Regions from separate parts of the Mus musculus genome. Here regions 1, 2, 3, 4, 5 and 6 are each linked to region 7. A link is a contact called in public HiChIP or PLAC-seq and promoter capture Hi-C data. All regions are on one chromosome and are shown on one strand. The core of a region is the stretch at or near the end of the contact, and the rest is flanking DNA. Distances in the headings are between cores, read along the strand shown.

Region 1 (3,219 bases), core at 261-2,760, 1.4 Mb before region 7:
ATGAGTTTCTGTGCCTCTGAGTCTTTGGGACACTGTCCCCAATTTCCCTGGGTGGCCCTGGGGGGAAAGATCTGGAACTGCTGTATCTCAGTCTTCTCTGCCTGCCACTGGTGTTCTCTGGGCCTCAGTTTCTCCATCTGTCCATCTGGGAAAAAATGATCCACCCCCTGTCGGCTAGCGTGAGGGTTTAGAGTGCCAACCCTGAAGCACAGCATTCTGTGAGGGAGGAGTAAGAGCTTGTCCTGTCCTGTCCCCCTCGGTCCTTAGGGCTCCTCACCCCTGCAGGGACAGTACCGCCCAGCTCCATCCCTGCCTCTGAGCTCAAAGCCTTTGCCCACAGTCTGTCCAGTGTGAACTTCCTAGGCCCTCTGCATCTCTATTTAAAACTTAACCTGGCTTCCTGCTCCTTTAGGGAACCTTGCTCAATACCCCACTCCCAGACTACCTTAGGGACATGTACTGCCACACACAGCCCCCAGGATTCCTGTCTGTCTGTCGTCACAGAAAAATCAGAGGGTACACGGATGGAGGGGCCTAGGATCTGTCTTCTTGAGCATGGCTGGCTTTGTGCCTTCTTTGAAGTAGTGGGGGCCTCACTAAAGGTTTCTAAGGTGTGACCTCATTTACCTGTTCAGCAACTCTCTTAGTTGTTAGAGCGGAGAACAGAAGATAATGTAATATCTGATGTCTGCTTTGATAACTCCACTATAGTAGGGGTATGTGTGTGTGTGTGTGTGTGTGTGTGTGTGTGTGTGTGTGTGTTTCTGGGAACAGAACTTCCATCCTCTGGAAGAGCATAAAGCACTCTTAACTGCTGAGCCCTGTCTCCGGCCCCATGGGGAAACTGAGACACTTGAAAGGCAAGGAGGAACAAGGGCCATCCCAGCTTAAGGGTCCATGAGATTATCACAGGTTACCCTACACCCCTCTACATAGTGGTCAGCTGTAAAGGCCTCTTCCCCAGAGCAGCTAAATATTCTGCTGGCACCCGACGGGGCTTGTATTGGGTTGCCAGGAATGGGGAATGGAGAAAATGGGAAAGAGTGAATGCCCCACATTTAAAAAAAAAAGAAAGAAAGAAAGAAAGAAAGAAAGAAAGAAAGAAAGAAAGAAAGAAAGAAAGAAAGAAAGAAAAAAATTCCAGCGAGTCTTCTGGTCAGTTCCTCCCGCCCCAGCAAGGAAAGGCTGGAGGCCCAGGACAGGGCTGTCAATCCTGGACTCCCCGAGGTCATCTAAGGAGCAGTGGGCAGCAAAGAGTCCCAGTGGCCTCCTCCAGGCAGTCCGGGCTCAAGACAGAGCGAACATTCCCGAGGTCGCCCCGCCTAGGGGTGGTGGGCAGGGGCCTGGCCTGGCTTGGCATCCCTGCCGCGCCACTGCAGCGCTCGCGGCGTGGCCAGCCAGCCCGGGAGGGGGCGCGGCCGCCGCGGGCGGAGCAGGGGCGGAGGGAGCCCGCAGCCCGCCCCCGCCCCGGGATCTGGCGGCCGAGCCCGCGGCCAGGGCGGCGCAGACCGGCCCAGCGACTCTCGGGTAGCGCTGGGACGCGCCGCCGCCGCGCCCGCCCCTGGACCCCCCGGGCTCGACGACACGAGGTAATCGTGGGCGCGGGCCGGGGGAGTGCGTACAGTCCTGGGCGCGGAGGGTGCGCGGGGCCAATCCGTAGGAGGCTGGAAAGTTCAGACTTCTCGGGTGGTTTTGTCACGTTGCGGGACGGCTCAGGGCACCAAAACCGAAGGGTAACGCAGTATACTGGGACGCGAGCAGAGGTGCCCAGGGCCGTCTGCCGCGTTCCTGCGCGGGCAGCGGAAGGGAAGGGACCCCAGGGCCTCTCGGCGACGCCAGCGCGGGAGCGGGAAGCTGGGGGGTGGGGGGGACGGACGATGGGGACAGGGCACCCTGCCCCCTCCCCAGCTGCATTCCAGGCTGGAGCAGCGGATGAGGTCATCCCGTCCGGTTCCCTTCTGGCCACGGCAGCCGCTGCCCTCTGCCCGCGCCGGACGGGAGCGAGAGACTCTCCCAAAGTCTCTCTTATGAGGTTCCCAGAAGGGAATGTTTCCTGGTTGAAGTTTTTCCTGGACTTCCCATCCCAACTGATTGTGCCCTTGTCCCAACTCGCCAAGTTTGAAGGCCGTTTTTCTACACTGGGAAACTGAGGCTGAGAGAGCACAGCGGTGGAGGGGGGGACTGCCTAGCTTTAACTTGGGGTGCTGGGGCAAGAAGACGTCTTAGTCGGTAGTGTCACACACAATTTAATACCGCCACCACTTGGGAAACTGAGGCAGGACGGTCACAATTTCGAGGTCAGCCTGGGAGATATATAGCAAGACCTTTTCAACAACACACACGTCTTTCCTCCCACTTTCCAGTGGTTCCCTTCTGTCCTACCGGCTCAACGAAGTTCAGAGAAGTCTGATCTGGGACAGTGACTCTGGGCAGTTTGTCTTAGTTTCCCTGTCTTCCACCCCAAAGTGCTGGACTTTGAGGGGATGTCCCTGGAGGACTTCTAATCTCAAATGTCACAAATTGGGGAAAATAGGAAGCAACAAAATCCCGCGGTTTCAGTGTTGCTATCTATCAAAGAGCCACTGTACCCACACTTCCCCTCCGGCGCCCCCAGCAGGCTGTCCGGGAGGTGGGGCTCTGCACACCTGCCTGAGGGTGTGTCTGGGTACTCCAAGGAGCAGCGCTTCTGCTCTTCTGCTCTGCTCCCTCTCTTTCCCCACCATCGGAGTGGCTTCTCTTACCCCACTTCCTTGCCTCCACATCCACCCCGTTGGCCTCTGAGTGAGTGGAGCCGGCCAATGCCCCAAAACTTGTCCCTGTGGTCATTACTACTGAGGGAGCCCTGGCCACGTGCCCAGACCATTGCACAGTAAATATAAGAGTTCTGTGGGGGTACTAAGCCTCACTGTGGCCACTCATGCCCTGGTCCCGGATGCCGAAGTGCAGAGCCTGAGTCCCGTTCCTCTCATGCTAGCTTCTCCTTAGCTACCACCTTCTCTCAGAGGGCAAGGCCATTCTGCCAGTGTTGGTAAAATGTCAGCTCCAGGGTTCACGCTGTTTTTGTTCTGTGATCTGGGTCTCTTCCCCCAACCCCCATGTAAAATGGGAGCCGGGAACCTTTACAGGGGCGATTGCCTGGGCCTTTGAGACACGAAAGGTTCCAGTACCTTAGATCCGGGTCAGGCAGAGCGACCGACCTAAAGGCCAGCAACTGTCTGT
Region 2 (3,103 bases), core at 307-2,806, 1.9 Mb after region 7:
CTTTTCCTTGGCTAGTCTGTCTTGTGTGTGTGTGTGTGTGTGTTTTGTTTTGTTTTTGTTGTTTAGTGATTTGATTTTGTTTTGTTTTTTTGAGGCAAGGTTTCACACACACAAAAAAAATTCAGGCCACTCTGGACAGCTTCCCCAACCCCACCTAGAAACCCTGTCTCTTGCTCAGTTCTTTGCTATTTCTTGTCCCCCAGCAGAGGCGCCTCTCCCAGTAAATCTCTCCTGTGAGACTTGTTGTGATGTGACTTTGTGGGTATTCCCAGGCGCCTGATTGCCAGGATCTTTTTCCCTCTCAGAGCTGCAATACCTTCACTGGAGACCCTTTCCCCCTCAGAGCCTGCTGGAACACTTCATCCCAGAAGTTAAGAGCTGTTTGCTTGCCACGGAAATCAAATAAATGTGACAATGACAACTGTGGTCTTGTGCTGTTTTAAAGATGACAAACCAGGCTTATCAGCAAACAGTTGCTTAGCCAGCCCAGGAGCAGGAAGTGGCTTATTGGATATGCAGGTCTCCCCACAGAGCCTTCAGCTCTGACCCCCTAAGAACAACTGCCTCAGACTCACAAGAAGCTCTTCCTATGTATGCCATGAAAACCTTCTTCCTCTCAGTATACACTTAGGTCCTTTCTCAGATGTCCATTCCAGCATTTCTTTTTTTTAACGATGCCCTGATATTCTACTGTTTGGAGGTAATTTATGTACCTGATGCCTTACTGTGTTACTGTTTTCCCGTTAGAGAACTTTGTGATGAATGTCTTTGAATACATGTACTTAATAGCATTCCTCGGAACACTAATCTTTTTGTTTCTTCGGATAAGTTCTTGGAAGCGTGCACCTTTGTGTGCAGTGTGACCGACTACCTGTAAGATGATGCAGTGAGGTGACTGCAGGAGTGGGGCCTCACCTGGAGAGACCATTGAACAAATGACCTTGTCTGAAGGCCTTAGAATGATCGAGGTTTCCCAAAATTGAGGGCCAGTTGTAAAATGTTCACAATACTCAGGTGATCTCAAGACCCTGTTAAGTCTCGGATGGGATAAGTGTGACTTAGGGTCTGGATAGCCTATCCCAGAATGTTAGGGTACTATGATTCTACCCAGAGCTAGGGGGAGGGAAGAGGCAACTGGGGAGATGACGTAATGTGCTCCTAGAGTAAAGGGGGCGGTGGTAGAAGGTAGCGCCGGACAGCGGTGCGTTAACCCTTCTATTTCCGGGCTCTCGACAAAGTTGCTCCTGGAGCTGATCCAACGGAAAAGTAGCGGCTCCTTTAAGCCAGAAGAAGGCTGGGACGAGGACCCGGCGGCTACTCTCCGCTGGCGCTTGGATGCCGTGAGGGGCGGAGTCCCGCTATGCAAATCTGAGCTGCTGATCGATGACGCACCATCACCCCATGAGCCGCTTCGCGCGCCGATTGGCTAATGCAAGCCTGGTCCCATTGACAACAAACTTGGGGGTGCGGAGGCTCGGGGCGGGGCTGCAGTGGGCGCGGCCCGGGGCGGGGGAATTCTGCCCCGCCCCTTCCGTGGAGTCGGGGCGCAGCTCAAACATGGCGGCGGTTGGCACGGGGCGGTGAGGCGGTACCAGGTGGGGGCTGTCGGGTGTCATGGGCGGTGGCGGCGGTACCGCCTCCGCGTCTCCCTGAGCTGGACCTCACGGGGGACTCTGCGCCAAGCTGGGCGATGGATGAGAGCAGCGAGCTGGGCGTTCTGGAGACCATGGAGACCCTCACGGAGCTGGGCGATGAGCTGACTCTCGGGGACATCGACGGTGAGTGGCGGCGGCTGGGTGGGAGTGCGGGGGGCGCGCGGGGAGGAAGGGGTTACGGCGGCGCTCGCGGGTGCGCGTGCGCCCACCCCGCGATCGCCCCGGCGTGCGCGGGAAGGAACCCGCGGGGGCCGGGCTGCCCGGGAGGTTCCCAGTTCTTCTGGCTCCAGAGTCTGAGCCCGGGTCGTGACGCAGGGCTCCCGGTGGCTGAGGAGTCGTGGGCGCCGCGGGGCCCGAAGCGGGGCTGGGGGCGTCGCGAGTGCCGCCAGAGGAGAAAGCGAGGCGGCTGCCTCCCTCGCGCGCCCACACGCGCTCTGGTTTGTCCGGTCTTCGCCGGCGTCCCGCGTCGCACCTGTCACTCCCTGCCTGGCCACTGGAGCGGCTTCGGGATTTCCCGGACTGCGCTCCCGGGCTCGGCTCCCCCACGCCCCCGCTCTTTTCGGGATTGACTGACAGCCGGGTCTGCGGGCGCTCTGGAAAACTTTGGGCAACAGCTGCAAAAAGCAAGTTACTGATGGAGTGGACAGAGACCGCAGAGTGCGGCGGCCTTGGATGGAGACCCGGGCGCTCCTGCTGTCGCACTGCAAAGGGAGTTGAGCAGCAAGAATTTTGAGTTGTGGCCCCTCGGGTACAGACTAGGGAGCTGGTGGCCTTTGTTTCGGCGGCCTTAACAGCGAAGTGGAAGAACTGGTAGGAGCCCAGGGAACCTCTCTTAAAATTCTCTCACTTTTCAGCCACGGGAAGGAAGGTTTGGAGAGGGTCCCAGACTTGCCCGCGGTCATCATGCTGGTTAACAAAGCCCAGTTCTTTCTGTTTCTGAGCCACTATTAGTTTCTTTCCACTCCACCTTTAAGAAAAATAGGCTAGTAATTAAGTCATTCTCAGTAGTCAGGGCTCTTCTGAAGTTCTCAGTCCCAAATACTTTGCGTTAGTTCATTTATTCAATCCCGCTGAATTGGGTATCGCTCAGTTTTGCCGGAGGTGTCGTTTAAGGTCACTTACTTTAGAGAGTCCAGAACTCCTAGGCAGTGACTCAGTTTATGGAATGTTACTACACCTAGAATCTAGAACCTTGCAGGCAGATGTGATGGCCACATCCTCGCTTCGCAGGCGAAGAAGCAGGTAGAAGGTTCTCTCGTGGAGAAAGGAGTGACAACAGTTGTTTAAAGAAGGTGTTGGCCAGGTGCCTGTTTTGCTTTTGTAGCATTTTGTAGCATTTTTCCCTTAGGGTTCGCCCTTACTTCTCATTTTGGTCATCCAGACAGTGTGACAAGCCCGTGTATTGGAAGTTCCACTTTTAACCACAGATTCTTCCACCAAGGATCGCT
Region 3 (3,163 bases), core at 467-2,966, 1.7 Mb after region 7:
GTCTAAAGGAACTTGCAGGATACCATAAGCAGGATAATGCCAAGTCAGAAACAGAGCCTCACAAAATCATGTCTAGTATGTGCTGTGGGCAAAGCAATTGAGATAAAGGGGCTCCAGTATACTACCTCGAGGATGGGGGCTGGGCCTGGGATACTGGCGAGGTTCGAAGTGGTCTTTAGCCTTTAAAGTTTTCATTACTTACATGTATAATTAAAAATTAGCTTTGGAAAGCATTAAACTGCAGGGCAGTGGTGGCGGATGCTTTTAATCCCAGCACTTGGGAGGCAGAGGCAGGCAGATTTCTGAGTTCGAGGCCAGCCTGGTCTACAGAGTGAGTTCCAGGGCAGCCAGGGCTATACAGAGAAACCCTGTCTCAAAAAAACCAAAACAAGAAAAAAGAAGAAGAAAAAAAAAAGCATTAAGCTTTTCTAGTAAGCATTAAGTCTGTCTAGTAGTAGACAAATTGACAGGCGGTTCTTGTTCAGGCCTTGCCAAGTCAGTGCAGCACAAGGATCAGGCATGCCTAGGCTAGACCACCTCCTTTCCAATCCTGCATCTTCCTGATCCACCTCTGCTGGATGGAAAGAAAGATGCCCGATTCCTTCTGGAGAGTGGAAGGCCTACCAGGAAGCTAAGACTTAGGTTCACACGGGCTTCTGCCCAGTAGCTCGGCCCCCCACCCCCATTTCTGCTCTGATCATCCCGGTGATCCCAAAGGTAGAAGGATGGGTGAGAACGACCCAGGATGACTCGAAGGGAGAAAAACTAGGTATGGCTAAAGACTGGAGGGTGAACTATAAAGTGCAGACAGGAGAATGCACTCCCATTTTTTACAGTGCTTCTATTGTAAACAGACTAGCCCTGGGGCCTTTCACCTTCACATGGGTGGAACCAAAAGGATACCAATAACAAAAACCAAAACTCATCAGAAAAGCAGCTCTCTTTCCCTCCAACTCCAGGTGGAAGGTAAACAAACATCCTAAGAGGCTTAAGGAGCTAAACCCAGTTTTAGGCCTATGGACGCCAGAGTGCAAAGACTCAGAGATCTTCCTTGCCCTCAGTAGAGGGCGACCGTGGGCTTAGAAGCGCACGGAGCTCTGCCTGGAACGCCGCGTTCTCACGCTAGCTTGAGGACGGACTAGTTGTGCATCCTAGGGCTAAAATGGGGTAAGACCACCCCAGAGCCCAGCCTGGGCCTGTGCAAGCCTGGAACTGGGGATACCCGCCCTATCGCCCATAGACGCTCCTCCCGGAGGCTGGATACAGCATCTGCGCTCCCGGCAGGAACGTGGATGCCAACCCGCGCGGGGAGCGCTGAGGCCTGGAAGGCCGAGAGGGCCTGGGTCCCATCTCCTCGGTGACAGGAGCCGGTACCACTGCACTCCACGTTTCCGACAGGGTCGCGCAGGTGTCTGCGTTGACATGGCAGTGACGGCTTCACGCTGGGTCACGGATGCCGGCGTGACTCTGGGCGGGAGCTTTGGAACCTCGAGGCCCTTACCTGGCGAGCTGGCGTGAGGGTCCCGTCCACGTCAAACAGGCAGAGGATGCGCTCTTTCCTGCGGGCGCCCTCGACGGCGACTGCCATGGCTGTAGCTCCGCGCGCCAAGCGCTGTCGCTGCAGCCACCGCCAGGGTCGCGTGCGACAGAGGCCGGGCGGGGCCGGGGCGGGGCCAGCTGCGCAGCACGGGGAGGAGCAGTGGCCATCGGCCCTCCCGCGAGGGGGCGGGGCCTGCGGCGCCGAAAGAAGAGTACAGGCACCTAGGATTGAGGGGCGTGGCAGTAGGCGGGGTCAGAGTCCTCGTACCCGACGGAGATAGGAACCGGCGGGAAAAGGGGTTGAACCGGAAGACAGTGTCGGGCCAGCGGGTTGAGGTTGATCTCAGGGCGCTCCCTACGGTGGGGGGGGGGGGGGGTTGGGGGGCAAGGGCGGGACTCAGAGCCTTCTGCTTGTGATTCCCAAGGTTAGTAGGACGAAGGTATTGCCTTGTCATCTTGAGCTTGAAGTCTCAGGGAGAACCCGGCGTGCTGGCTCACCTGTGATCCAGCCCTTCTGAGGCAGAGGCCCTTATCTACAAAACAAGTTCCGGGCCAGCCAGGGCTACATACTCTGTTTTGTTTTGTTTTTTCAAAACAAGAGTTTCCCTTTGTAGCCTTGACAGCCTTGGATAAGACCCTATTTTTTAAAACAAAACAAACAACAAAAAAAGGGAGGGGGAGAGAGAGAAGGAAGAAAAGAGAAAAATATCCCATGATGGCTTTTACCTACTGTGAGAAATGTTTGTTGCTTTTTTTTTTTTTCCAATCAAAAGTAACCTACTAAGGGCCAATATGCCATAAATCTCTAACTTGTAAGCTTTTATGCGAGTCTTTTTTGTTGTGTTATTTTGTCGTGTGTGCCTGGGGTGATGTGCACTAAGTACATGCAGGAGCCCACCTAAGTCAGGATGGAAGTGAGTGTCAGATCCTCTGGACCTGGAATTACCCACAGTTGTGAGCTTCCTTGTAGGTGCTGGGTGTCAAATCCCTGATCCTCTGCAGGAGGCCAGAAGAAAGCTTCAGATTCCTAGTTCTGGAGGTACAAGCAGTTGTAAGCTGCCCAGTATGGGTGCTGAGAATTGAACTCAGGTCCTCAGTAAGAGTAATAAGTGGAGCACGCCTTTAATATCAGCACTCAGGAGGCAGAGGCAGGCGGATTTCTGATTTCGAGGCCAGCCTGGTCTACAAAGTGAGTTCCAGGACAGCCAGGACTACACAGAGAAACCCTGTCTCTAAAAAACCAAAACCAAAAAAAAAAAAAAAAAGACATCATGCCAGGAACAGATCTAGGGCAAGGTTTATTGGGGAAATGGAGTGGGAACATGAGAGGGAGAGAGAAATAAAGACAGACAGACAGACAGAATAAGCAAGTGAGAGAGAATCATGGTGTTCAGAGATGTTCAGAAGTACCTTTTTTAAAAAAGGTTTATTTACTTATATGAGTACACTGTAGCTGTCTTCAGACATACCAGAAATGGTCATCAGATGGTTGTGAGCCACCATGTGGTTGCTGGGATTTGAACTCAGGACCTTCGGAAGAGCAGCAGTGCTCTTAACCGCTGAGCCATCTCTCCAGCCCCTTTCTATATCTTTTTGTCATTTTTAAAAAGATTTATTTATTGAT
Region 4 (3,100 bases), core at 6-2,505, 1.8 Mb after region 7:
CAAGGCAGGGAGATCTCATGTCCAAAGCCAGAACTCGCCCGTCCTTAAGCGATGCATGTTTGTACTCCGCCTGCTACAAGCGACCCGTTGTCCCCACTTCCCAGCCTAGACAAACTGCTGCAGAGTTCACCAAGAGCACCGCACTTCAAAACTCTTCCCTGGTTCAACACTGGCTCAGCCACTCTCTCTCTCTCAAACTCTAGACTCGGTCAGTAGTTGCTAAACCTCAGGGGTGGGAGCACGAAAACAAAGCCGACCACCCAAGGGCTGGATGAAATCGCACCAGGCCTGAAAGGGCTCAGCCAAACGGAGCCCTGTACACCATCACAAAGTGGAGACGCTCAAACGCTATCATCCCACGTGGGGCTACCAGGACCACGGATTTCTGAAGGCGTCGGTCGCTCTCATGGTGGGAGCCTTTCCTGAGCTTCCTTCACATTCCATGTGACCCCAAATTTAAAAAAGGAGGCGAGGGTGGGGTGGTGGTGGTTACCTAGTCCGGAGGGCGCGATGGTACGCGCCTTTAATCCCAGCACTGGTGAGGCAGATCTCTTGAGAGCTCAAGGCCAGCTTAGTTTACAGAGTTCCAAGGCCAACCAGGGCTCCATGAGCCCCTAAAAACAAACTAAACCAAAAAGCGCCCCCGAATTCCCTAAGTCTTAGTTCCCGACAGACCCTGGCTGCGGACCCCACGGCGATCCCCTTCCTCAACCCCGGGAGTGGAGAAGACGTGGGTAGTGAGTGCCTCGCATCCCGGGATTTCACCTCATCCCCCAGTGTTTAAAAAGAAAAGAGAAAGAAAACGAGAAGGAGAACAGACGGGCTTCCACACGCGTTCACCATCCCACGTGGGGCGCTCATTTTCCCACGCTGCGCCATGCCTGTCCCCTCGCCGCGGCCTCTGGGCACGCCCACGGCTGCAAAGCCCACCGGGCCGCAGCGACCTGGGACCTCAGCTGCCCGGGATCTCCACTCCGCCGCCCCAGGAACGACCTCGCGGGCCGCCGGAGTTCCAGCCCCGGGCCTGGAGGTCGGCCATCTCGGGGCGGGCGACATGTCGCACGCGCTCCACCTCCCCCAAGACGCAGCGAACAGGGCCCGCGGCCCGCGCTCCCCGTGCTTGCGGCCCGCCGCGCTCACTCACCATGGCTGCGGTGCGCCGGTCTCGCCGCGACTCGACGACAGCCCAACTCAAGAGGGACTGAAACGCCGCGCAGGAAAAAGGAGCGGAAATCACTTCAGAAGCGGCAGGAAGCGGAAGTGACGCCACAGAGCGCGCGCAATGACGGCGTCCCGCCCCCTTCCCGGAAGAAGAGAGTGCTGAAGTCATCTTTGGATGTGGGAGATGCGTTTTTTCAGATTTTATTAGCGTTCTAGTTAGGATCGGCAAAAGATTGTGAATAAACCACTCGGGAAGTGGCACACTAGTACAACGGGTTGTGAGGGTTGCCATTTCATAACCAGGCTTTTTTTTTTTTTTCGAGACAGGGTTTCTCTGTGCAGCCCTGGCTGTCCTGGAACTCGCTTTGTAGACCAGGCTGCCCTCGAACTCAGAAATCCACCTGCCTCTGCCTCCCAAGTGCAGGGATTAAAGGCATGCGCCACCACGCCAGGCTTTTTTTTTTTTTTTTTTTTTTTTTTTTTTTCTGAGTACATAGTGTACCCTTTTCAAAACCATCCTCTCAGGCGGAGGTTGATTTCTACAATTAGCTGGAATAATGCAGTGGTTGTGAGTCTCTTGGGGAGTGTGTGTCAAAAGACCCTTTCCCAGGGGCCGCCGAAGACCATCGGAAGACACGATTCATAACAGTAGCAAGATTACAGTTATGAAGTAGCAACGAAAGTAATTTTATGGTTGGGGGTCACCACAACATGAACTGTATTAAAGAGCTGCAGCAATGGGTAGGTCAAGAGCCATTGGACTAGGGGGCTAGTTAGTGAATGACAGGGAGGTTGTGTTTGGAGTAATTATGTAGGACACCTGCTTCCTTCTTCTGAGCATCTTGCCCCTTTCTTAGTGATGCACCAAAACTTCGTTATGAAAGGATAAACTCAAGTCTAGCGCTCCCTCCCATGAGCTCTTCCGTGATCCTCGTGGCTTCTCAGTCTTTTCCAACATGATGCCAAACACATCTTGGGGCTATTTGGATCTAGCCCAGACCCCACCATTAGAGCCAATTTCAGCTCATTGTGTCACAACTGTAGAGCTGAGAACTGGGAGGACCTTTAAGAGCCTTACAAAATAGTTCCTCATTTTTACAGATGAGAACAAAGTGTAAAGAAGGGAAGCCTGCCCACTGTCAGGAATCAAACAGTGGCAAAGCTAAAACCGGACCTTGAGATTTTTAGCATTGGGGGTCAGGCAACCACATGGATTCAAACTGCCAACAGGAGGGAACATTTCTAGAGACTGGCGAGATGCCTCCCTGGTTCAGCACACTGGCTGCTCTTCTATAGGATATGGGTTCAATTCCCAACACCCACATGGCAACTGACAACACTTGTGACTCCAGTTACAGAAAGATTCAACTGCCTCTTCTAGCATCCATGGGCACTGTGATGCACAGACTTGCATGCAGGCAAACAATCACACATAAGAGACACTTTTTAAGAATATTGATCAGGGCAATGGTGGCGCATGCCTTTGATCCCAGCACTTGGGTGGCAGAGGCAGGCAGATCTCTGTGAGTTCAAGGCCAGCCTGGTCTACAGAGTAAGTTCCAGGACAGCCAGGGCTACACAGAGAAACCCTGTTTCCAAAATGTAGTGGGGTGTCAACACAAATTCACGGAAGAACATGAAAGAGCCCAGTTTCAAAAGGGAGTGAGTGGGATAAAAGAATTTCTGGGGACTGAGTAGATAATTTAGTTCGCCTGGCAGTGGTGACAGAAAAACCCTGTTTCAAAAGAAACCCCTCCTCTCCCCTCCCCTCCCCTCCTCTCCTCTCCTTTCTTTTTCTGAGACAGGATTTCTTTGTGTAGCCCTGATTGTCCTGGAACTCACTCTGTAGTCCAGGCTGGCCTTGAACTCAGAGATCCACCTGCCTCTGCCTCTGCTGCCTGAGTGCTGGGATTCCAGGCTTGTTCTACCATGCATGCTT
Region 5 (3,048 bases), core at 293-2,792, 1.8 Mb before region 7:
GAGCACGGTGCTCAATGAACTTATCTCTGATGGATGCTTTTGGTGTCTGTGGCCAGGTACTTATAACAGGGCCCTGCCTGGAGGACATCACAGGTATATGTGCAGCCCGAAGGAGGAAGATCTGACCTCCATCCTTTGCAAGGGGTTTGCCCCTCTCACCTCCCCAGTGATGGGTCAGCTTGACACAGTTTAGAATCACCTGTGAAGAGAGCTAGTGATGAATTGTCTGAATCAGGTGGGCATGACTGTAGGAGATTGTCTTGATTACATTAATTGATGTGGGAAGACACAGCCCACTGTGGGAGACACCATTCCCTAGGCTTCAGCCCAGGACGGTGTAAGAGTGGAGACAGTGAGCTGAGTACAAGCATACATTTGTTCTCTCTCTGCTCTTGATTGTGGATGTGGCTAGCTGCCTCGAGGTCCTGGAACCTAGACTTCCCTATAGCAAAGAGCTCATATGGAATTATGAGCCAAATAAACCATTTTCTTCCTACGTTAGCTTTTGGCAGGATGTTAATATTACATCAACAGAAAGTGAAACTAGGCCATCCCTAAGTCAGGTCTTTTTGTACCTGCTGTGTTGTCCTAAAAGGAACAACTGTCCTCAGGAACTCACTGAACAGTGGGGTGAGAACAGCAGTGACCATGTCCCCCAAACAGGATCCTCCCCCTCCCCTGTTTCCTCTCCATTCTGCTAGCCCAGCAATCACCTTGAATGCCAATGCTAGAGTGACCATTTCCAAACCCTAAGCCCATTCCTCCTTTGCTGAGAGCTTTGGAGCCTCCCCAGTCCTGCTGCACACCCCACACTCCCATCAAGGAAAGGCATCTGGGGGGCCTGGGCATCTCAGCATCATGGGGGAGGGGGCTATTCTAAAACTCCCCTTCCCCACTTTGTAGAGCCGATCCATGCCTCATCTCCAAGCTTCAGGTCAAGCACATATGGAAGCCAAGTGGCACCAGAGAAGCCAGTACCTGAACTTCATCTTCTGAACGTTCACTCTTTAAGCAGACTCCGTAGCATTCAGACTAGACCAAGACTGGCATCCAGAGCAACCCGGCAGGGATGCAGGAAGCTTAAAGGAGTCATATGTATGCTCACACAGCTTCTGGCACACAGAAACGTTCAGCCAGCCCTAAGCCCAACTACATATCCTCAAAGAATTTAGGAAGAGGTGGTGACTATACCTCATCCCCGTGGTCTTTGCCACACACGGGACAAAAAAGAAACACTGCTGATGTGGCTCATGCACGCATATGCACACACGCACATGCTCACACACAGGCGCGTGCGCCTATTTTTAAAAGTAGGTTCAGGTAAATATAGGAATTTCTGGAGGAAGAAAGTTCTTCTCAGGTCAGGTATTCCTCAGCTGGGGCCCCCGTACAAAGCAGAACAAATGGGGGGGGATAGCCAATGAGGAAATCACTGTTTTCGCAGGGCCTTCTGCAAACCAAGCAGTCTGGCCACACGGAGAGACCAGATGATAGATCACCAAGAAAGGCAATGTGGGGCGGGACGTGCTGTCCGAGCAACACCAGGACAAGCGCAGAGCATCCCAGCCCTGGCTCCAGACTACAGCTCCCGGCATGCCCTGCACCTGGTACTCGCCCGCGGCGTGCGGAGGGAAGGATGCAGACAACGCGGCCGGCGATGAGGATGGAGGCCGGGGAGGCAGCGCCACCGGTGGGGGCGGGCGGCCGCCCCGGGGGCGGCTGGGGCAAGTGGGTGCGGCTGAACGTGGGGGGCACGGTGTTCCTGACCACCCGCCAGACGCTGTGTCGGGAGCAGAAGTCCTTCCTCAGCCGCCTGTGTCAGGGCGAAGAGCTTCAATCGGACAGGGTGAGCCCTGAGCCCGCTGACAGGGGGGTCCTGGCCCCGCGCTCCCGGGCTGTCCCGCCTGCGCGTCCCTCGGCCTCTGGCTTTCCTAGGATTCTGAGGCGGGGAGCCGAGGCAGGAGGAGGGGGAGGAAGAGGAGCCGAGAGGAATAGCTATACCCATTGCCGTGGCAACGGGACAGCACAGGCCGCAGCCATTTAGAGCTTTGGAGAGCTGCCCCAGATCCGGGACGCTTCCTTACTGTGGAGCGCTGGGGAGGGACCAACAAACCGGGCCTGCCTTACTGCCCTGGCTGACTCTTAAAGGAGTTGATGCGGCTGCTTCTCCCCGCCCTTAGGGTGTGGGCAGCTGAAGGGTACAAGGAACTAGATGGAGGAGGCCTGGGTGTCTTGGAGCTGGGCTTAATGTAGGGAAGAGCACTGGCTTTGGAGCTATCACTTGTGGGCTCACCCTGCTCTCCTGCCAAATTCCCAAATGACCAGGGAGGAATCGGGAGGAGAGGGGAACTTCCCTGCTCTCTGACTTTGGCCTCCTAGTGTGCAAGGCCTCTGGAGTTGGCTTGTCAAAGTCCCCTGTCCCCCATTCTGTGGCCCTCTTACACTGTGCCCTTGGGTGAGTCCCCTGTCCCTTGATGTCTCCGTCTTCTGTGCTGGGTTGTCCAGATCCCAGTCCTCCCTGCAGGCTGCACTTGTCCAATCAGAGTGCAGCTTCTTTGGAAACTTGCAAACATCTAGTGAATAGTGGGGTTGGCTGGGGGTGGGGGTGGGCGCGGTACACAGCCTCCAAGAGGGAAACTTTCCTAAGAGGGAAATTCACTGGGTCCTGTGCTGAGAGAGAGGTAAGGGGCCACTCAGGAATCCGGTCACCCTCTATACTCACATCTAATCCTCTGACTATGGGAGAAAGAAGCAACGCTCCAGAGGCCAGATGATTGGCTCAAGGTCACACAGCCTGGAAAAGGCAGAGGCAGGGTTCGAACCCAGATCCTTACTGCTTTCTTCCTGCTTCCTCTCTCCCTGTAGCCATTCTTCCAGCCAGCCTGTGGTGACTTGAGTTTATGTGTGTGTGTGTGTATGTGTGTATGTGTGTGTGTGTGTGTGTGTGTTAGGAGGGGTGGGGGTGGCTGGCTTGGGGAAGCTTGCACACCCCTCACTTCCTGTGGTCATCTCCTCCACAGGATGAGACCGGGGCCTACCTCATTGACC
Region 6 (3,001 bases), core at 291-2,790, 1.4 Mb after region 7:
CACTTTCATGGCAGCTCATAACCACCGTGTTACTCCAGTTCCATGATATCCCACACCCTTTTCTGGCTTTTGTTGGCACTGGCCACACATATGGTGCACAGTCATACGTGCAAGCAAAACTCCTATAACACATTAAAAAAGTAAATAAATAAAAATTTAAAAATAAAAAGCAACGCAGAGAGGCAGGGAGCTGGGAGTGGGTCTGGGAGCCCTCACGTAGGATAAGTAAACTAATCCAGACCTGTCTGAACTTTAGATGCTTGTAAGGCCATACAATTCCTGAGAACCCAGGATGGGAAGGAGTAGTTCTATAGGGGACTCAATCCACATGTATACTCCAGTTGGCAAAAGCGTTGACTTCAGGTGTCTTCTTCAATCTCTTGCTATCCACTGTATCGCTGCTGGCTGGTCAGCAGGCCATGGGAATCCTTCTGTGTCTGCTTACCTAGTGCTGGGATCACAGGCATGCTCTGTCATGCACTGGGGGGCAAAACTCAGCTTTCCATGCTCTGGCTGTACTCACTTACAGGCTGAGTCATCTCTCCTAGATTTAAGGTTATAACATCTATCCGTATAATTTATTTGTGGATATGGGGGTTTTGCTGAATGCATATGTATGGACCATGTTAGTGCTTGGCGTCATCAGAGGCCAGAAGAGAAAGTAGGATCCACTATAACTGGGTTTATAGAATTTTGTGAGTTGTTCTGGGTTCTGGGAATCAAACCTGGTACCTCTGGAAAAGTGGCCAGTAACCACTGAACCATTTCTCCAGTCCAAGGCTTTTTTTTCCCCATTTATTTATTTAGCTTGTGTGTTTGTTTTATGTGCGTGACACAAAGGTCAGGACAACTTTGTGAGTAGCTTTTTGACTTCCAGGTTTATGTTGTGGCTCAGAGATTTGAACTCAGGTAGAAAGGCTCATGGAACAAGATCCTTCACCTACTAAACCATCTCATAAGCCCCAGCGAGCAGACGGACATAGAGTTTAAGAATATTCCTGTTCCTGTCTGAATTGAAAGAGGGATTAGGCATTTCTGCTAGGCATTCCTGTCCAAGAGCACCTTTACTTCCTACCTGGGGAGAGTGTGAATTTTTGTCTGGGGCCCCTGGGGAGAGTGCGAATTTTTGTGTGTGTGGGGGGGGGGCTGGCACGTCCAATCCCTTGTGCTCAGATGGTTTGAAATTTGACTAAGAAAGGACAAAAACAAAAAACAAAAAAACCCGCCGGGCGTGGTGGCGCATGCCTTTAATCCCAGCACTTGGGAGGCAGAGGCAGGCGGATTTCTGAGTTCGAGGCCAGCCTGGTCTACAGAGTGAGTTCTAGGACAGCCAGGACTATACAGAGAAACCCTGTCTCTGAAAAAACAACAACAAAACCCTAGAAGTACCCTTCAGGAGATTTCGCATTACTAAGGCAACGACCCTTTTCGTGCACCCAGGAGAAAACTACAACTCCCCTAATCCTCACGGCTACCCAGCCCCTCCTTAATGGAGGCGGGGCGCGGGCGAGCGCGGAACCGGCTTCCTATTTCCTGCGGCATGATTGGCCCGCAGCTCGGGCGCAGCAGCCAATGAGCACACTCTCGGAGAGCGGCGAGGGCAATATGGCTTCCTGCACCTGGTGACGGTTGAGGGAATTGAATTTGGTATCATGGAGAAACCGCGGGGCACTGAGGTAAGAGGGAAAGGGCTCAGCCCAAGCGGGAAGGGGAGCCCCAAACGCCTCGCTCGGCGGACGCGCCGTTTTAGCGATGTCTTAGTGGTGGACAGTTGCAGGATTGGTAAACTGAGGTACGGAGCTTAGCCTCGGCCAGAGGCCCCCGAGGTTCCTTTTGGTCTGGTGACGAAGGAAGGATGGCAACGCCTCCCTAGCCAGGGGCAGGGAAACTGGGCTCTGAACTTTGTCTTGGTTTCATGGTTCTGAGCTTTAGGATCGTGCGGCCTGTCCCTTCCACGCGGGAAGTGAAGGGAGGAAGATCGGAGTTGATTCCTACTCCACGCTGGGAGCGTTCACGTGCTGGTCTCCCCGTACGCTCACAGCCATCTTCTTTAGGGAGGGATTAAAACAGCCCTCTGGGTCGACACAGCTGCAAAGTGCAAGAGGTTGTCACCAAGTACGTCAGTTTCCAAAACTGCGTTACGCTTTTTCCGTGGTACCGCAGCCGGTGACCCACCGCACCTTGCATTTGAAGTCTCTTGCCGTTTCCTAGCGGTAATAATTGCTAAGCTTTATTGAGCACTGTTGAGTGTTTTACGTTTATCATCCCTTCCCAAAATATTATTAAATAGTGGTGTTGTCTTTATTTGGTGGAAACCGAGGCAGTGCATTTGACTCGCTGTGCATCGTACAGCTAGGAAGCACTAGAGATCGTATTTGAACCTTGGCCCAAAGCGTCATTCTCTTTACCTCTGTCTTGCCCAACAAGCTAGGCACGTTTTTTCCTATTACAAGCTAGGTACGTTTTTATGTAGCATTTCATCGCTACCTCACATTCTGTGAGCCAACAGCTGTCGTGGATGAGAAAATTGTCCCACAGACCTTAAGTGACTTGCCCCAGGATCAGTAGCTGATTTCAATCAGAGCTCAACTCACGGCTGTGGTCCATACCACCATACAATTAGTCATCTGACTCAAAGCCTCCTTGGGATAGCCTGGGTCTCAATTTTCTCAGTCTTTTTTTCTTTTCCCTGTTTTCCTTTAAGGAAGAAAACAGGTTTATTGGATACATTGCAAGGAGCAGTGGTCTAGGCAGCAGCAAGAGGGCCTGGCAGTCTTAAATTTGTTTCTGAGTTGAGATCATTTGGATGTACATATACAGAAGAGGGAAGAAAGAGTTTCAAATGCCTTCTAGCCCAGTAAAAATTTTTTGAGGTGCTTAGGATATTTCCACATTATTGTGTAGATCTCTGATCCCTGGCAGCGTTTTTTGACCTGATAGTGGTGTGGAAACAGTATCTTTTCAATAGATGCTGTTCTTTGAAATTGGAATTTTGCTCTGT
Region 7 (3,000 bases), core at 422-2,921:
GGAGCCTTGTTAGAGCTGAGAAAAAATTTCCATGACTGGTTAAGCAAGCTTTGGCCAGCCAAACAGCCCCTCACTGGCTGTTTGGAGACTCTTATGGGAAAGCATTAGGGTTGATAGAAAACAGCTGTTGGGATAATTGGTTGTTAGCACCCTAACAGAAGAGTGGGGGGACTCCAGGCTGCCTGCAGGGTAGATACATGTGATAGAAAACAGCTGCTAGGATAATTGGCTGTTAGAAAGGAGGCCAGAAAAAGAAGTGCAAGCTTACACCACGTGGAAGGTTTCTGGGGAGGCACGTTTTTGTATAGCAAAAGGCAGTCATGTATCACAGGTTCAGGAGTTTAGCAAAGCAAGGGGTGGGCATACATCATAGAGTTAGGAACTCAGCATAGGTTAAAAACCATGGTTTGCAGGGTACATTATGCTTAGGGGACAGAAACTTGTAAGGGATGTCCACTTAATGTAGCAGTGTGGCTGCTGTTTTGGTTTCCAGAGCAAAGAGAGGACATAGTTACCCTTTTGTTGCTTTTGCATGGAAAGACTAGGTAACTTCTGTATGTGTGCACATGCACTTGTGACTTCTTTGGGTATAAAAACATCTCATTATGTAGGCCTCGTGTTTTATGGTTGGTTCCGTCTCAGTAAACAATAATAAAGGCTCCTCTGAGGAAGGAGGATGGAGTTAGGGATATAGGGACTGGAGAGTTAGGTTCGAATTAATAAATAGCAATCAATCATATAATCAAGGACGACCTTGAACTATGGTACCCGAGCGCTAGGGTTGGGTTGTACAAGGCTTGCAAATAATCACTGAGCAGTAAGTGGCAGGCACTGTGCCAGTTGAGTGGTATTTGTGTGAGTCACTTAAACAGAAGTGGAAACTCTTTTTAAGATTTCCAGGCTGGAGTTGGAAAGAGCCTCTCAGCACTCTCAAAACAGCATCCTTTATGGTGAGGCCTTGACCAGTACCTGGGGCTCCCGATCACTTAGGCGGCAGGCTCACTCATCAGGATGACTTCTTGGGAAGGTGATACCTGGAAGTTAAGGCTTGAGAGCCAACTGAATAAACCTGATCTTAAGGGAACTGACCCTATACAAACCGGCAGTGAGGGCCTCTATGATGGGAGGATGGGCATAGGAGGTTAGACCTGAGGTTAGGCATGTTTCCCCGGTTCAGGGGAAATCGCTGAACTGGAGGAACCGGAATATCTCCCAAGAAGACCCCAACACGAACGCCCTGCCTCCAAGTGCCGTCCCTGTCCCAGGACTGACAGGAAGCTGAAGGTTTGGACCAGCTAACTCAGAAGGGTCTCTCCACATGCCTGAAGCCTGCCCACTCGGTTCTGGAAACAACAAATACATGAAAAGATGGCTTCCAGCCCAAAGGTCACGCCTGGAAGCTGTTTGCTCGGTGCGGAGCGATGCCGGAGAGAGCAAATACACATGGATCACATCTGACAAGAGATGGCAGGTGTGACAGTCTGGCGCCCGGAACCTCTGGTGGCTCCTCCCTTTCCACGCAGACCCCTGATCCTAGAGCGCCCAGGTGCAGAGCCAATAGGAACTTGAGGTTTAGGTGACTCGCCACGCCTGGGCCAATCAGCTCGACGCGCGCTCCGACGGCGTCTCGCGTGATAACCTGGCAGCTTCGGCTTTGACCGTCAGAGCTTTGGCTAGGTGTCCCACCCCGCCTTGTAAGACACCGGAAATTCGTCAACGAGCGATCCCTCCGCGCTCCGGAACCAGACCGCGGCTGGTCGTCAACCTATAAAGTAGTGCACTTTTCTCTCATGGGGCCTTTAGGACGATCTCTAACGCCACAGTTACCCCCCGAGCACAGCGGAGAAGGGTTGGGGCGGGCGAGGGCGTCAGTGAGAGGCGGTTTGGTGGCGCTGCGGTAGGATCACGTGACCACAGTGGGAGGATACGCGGTGTGCTGCGTCCCTGGCCGAGGCTATAAAGGGCGGGTTTAGGGCGTGCCGCCGCCATTTCTGCTTGCTGTCTGCCGGTTTAAGTTGTGTGCTCGGGTGTCCCTTTCCTCTTCCCCTCCCGCAGGGCTTGCGGCCACCATGGCGTATTAGAGGCAGCAGTGCCTGCGGCAGCGTTGGCCTTTGCAGCGGCGGCAGCAGCACCAGGCTCTGCAGCGGCAACCCCCACCGGCCTAAGCCATGGCGTGAGTATGGGGCCGGCCGCGGAGGGCGGGGGCCTCGCTGTGGTTGGGTGCGGCCCGGGCGCGGTGGCCGGCACACGCGGTTTTACAAGCGGCCGGACGCGTCGGCCTTGTTTGCGTTGCCTGCGACGCCGGCGCTCCCGGGCAGAGCTGGGCGGAGGAGTGTCTAAAGCGCTACTGCTGCCCCTTCGTCCTGTCTTAGCTTAATCATCTCGGGCTCACCGGGGTCCCCGTGTCATCCTGCGAACGTGGCGATGCCCAAGATGGCGGTGGGGCGGGGGTGTGAGTCACGGGGGCGGGGCGCGGCGGCCTTGGCCGTATTAGGACGCGAGGACAAGCTGCTTCCTCTGGGTGGCCGGTGAAGCAAAGCTAAGCCTCCATCTTGTGCAACCCGAGCTGGCGGCCGGGGAGGCTTACACAATGGCCTTGGGCCCGCGTGCTCTCCCTGTAGACGCTTCTGGGATTTGGCCATCCGGCATCTTAGATAGAAAGATGACTGGACTTGCTTTTGGGTCCCCATCCAGGCTCTTCACGAAATCCAGCAGCAGTGTTGCTGTAACGGACAAAGATACCTTCGAGTTAAGCACATTCCTCGAATCCAGCAAAGCCCCACAACATGACCGAGATGAGCTTCCTGAACAGCGAAGTGTTGGCGGGGGACTTGATGTCCCCCTTCGACCAGTCGGGTTTGGGGGCTGAAGAAAGCCTAGGTCTCTTAGATGACTATCTGGAGGTGGCCAAGCACTTGAAACCTCATGGGTTCTCCAGCGACAAGGCGGGCTCCTCGGAATGGCCGGCTATGGATGATGGCTTGGCCAGTGCCTCAGACA

The links. Promoter capture Hi-C pulls out the DNA fragments that hold promoters and counts their contacts. HiChIP or PLAC-seq counts read pairs in DNA pulled down with a chosen protein or histone mark. Capture Hi-C pulls out chosen DNA fragments and counts their contacts.
Region 1: a promoter capture Hi-C map of liver shows a contact between it and region 7, with 6 times the contacts expected there. The contact joins the promoter of Cdc42ep1 here to the promoter of Atf4 in region 7. A contact is called at or near these places in 2 of 39 promoter capture datasets (embryonic stem cells and liver).
Region 2: a FOXA1 HiChIP or PLAC-seq map of pancreatic cancer cells shows a contact between it and region 7. The contact joins the promoter of Srebf2 here to the promoter of Atf4 in region 7. A contact is called at or near these places in 1 of 39 promoter capture datasets (liver), 1 of 484 Hi-C or Micro-C datasets (uterus) and 3 of 115 datasets of contacts at active chromatin or transcription factors (embryonic stem cells, microglia and pancreatic cancer cells).
Region 3: a contact with region 7 is called in a promoter capture Hi-C map of pre-B cells, with 4 times the contacts expected there. The contact joins the promoter of Pmm1 here to the promoter of Atf4 in region 7. A contact is called at or near these places in 1 of 39 promoter capture datasets (pre-B cells) and 1 of 9 other capture datasets (liver).
Region 4: a contact with region 7 is called in a promoter capture Hi-C map of liver, with 3 times the contacts expected there. The contact joins the promoter of Snu13 here to the promoter of Atf4 in region 7. A contact is called at or near these places in 1 of 39 promoter capture datasets (pre-B cells) and 2 of 9 other capture datasets (adipose tissue and liver).
Region 5: a contact with region 7 is called in a promoter capture Hi-C map of liver, with 3 times the contacts expected there. The contact joins the promoter of Kctd17 here to the promoter of Atf4 in region 7. A contact is called at or near these places in 2 of 39 promoter capture datasets (both in liver) and 1 of 115 datasets of contacts at active chromatin or transcription factors (pancreatic cancer cells).
Region 6: a contact with region 7 is called in a promoter capture Hi-C map of pre-B cells, with 5 times the contacts expected there. The contact joins the promoter of L3mbtl2 here to the promoter of Atf4 in region 7. A contact is called at or near these places in 2 of 39 promoter capture datasets (the C10 cell line and pre-B cells) and 1 of 9 other capture datasets (liver).

The regions. Positions count from the first base shown.
Region 1 is chr15:78,841,137-78,844,355 of GRCm38.p6, forward strand. Cdc42ep1 (CDC42 effector protein (Rho GTPase binding) 1) reads left to right here and starts at 1,511. Exons shown (of 3, transcript NM_027219.3): 1 at 1,511-1,589.
Region 2 is chr15:82,145,713-82,148,815 of GRCm38.p6, forward strand. Srebf2 (sterol regulatory element binding factor 2) reads left to right here and starts at 1,557. Exons shown (of 19, transcript NM_033218.1): 1 at 1,557-1,778. The coding sequence starts at 1,691.
Region 3 is chr15:81,959,214-81,962,376 of GRCm38.p6, forward strand. Pmm1 (phosphomannomutase 1) reads right to left here and starts at 1,717. Exons shown (of 8, transcript NM_013872.4): 1 at 1,502-1,717. The coding sequence starts at 1,588.
Region 4 is chr15:82,046,343-82,049,442 of GRCm38.p6, forward strand. It overlaps Snu13 (SNU13 homolog, small nuclear ribonucleoprotein (U4/U6.U5)), which reads right to left and starts at 1,256. Exons shown (of 3, transcript NM_011482.4): 1 at 1,145-1,256. The coding sequence starts at 1,147.
Region 5 is chr15:78,427,022-78,430,069 of GRCm38.p6, forward strand. It overlaps Kctd17 (potassium channel tetramerisation domain containing 17), which reads left to right and starts at 1,543. Exons shown (of 8, transcript NM_001289671.1): 1 at 1,543-1,846; 2 at 3,021-3,048. The coding sequence starts at 1,637.
Region 6 is chr15:81,662,349-81,665,349 of GRCm38.p6, forward strand. It overlaps L3mbtl2 (L3MBTL2 polycomb repressive complex 1 subunit), which reads left to right and starts at 1,541. Exons shown (of 17, transcript NM_145993.5): 1 at 1,541-1,676. The coding sequence starts at 1,653.
Region 7 is chr15:80,253,513-80,256,512 of GRCm38.p6, forward strand. It overlaps Atf4 (activating transcription factor 4), which reads left to right and starts at 1,672. Exons shown (of 3, transcript NM_009716.3): 1 at 1,672-2,173; 2 at 2,695-3,000. The coding sequence starts at 2,787.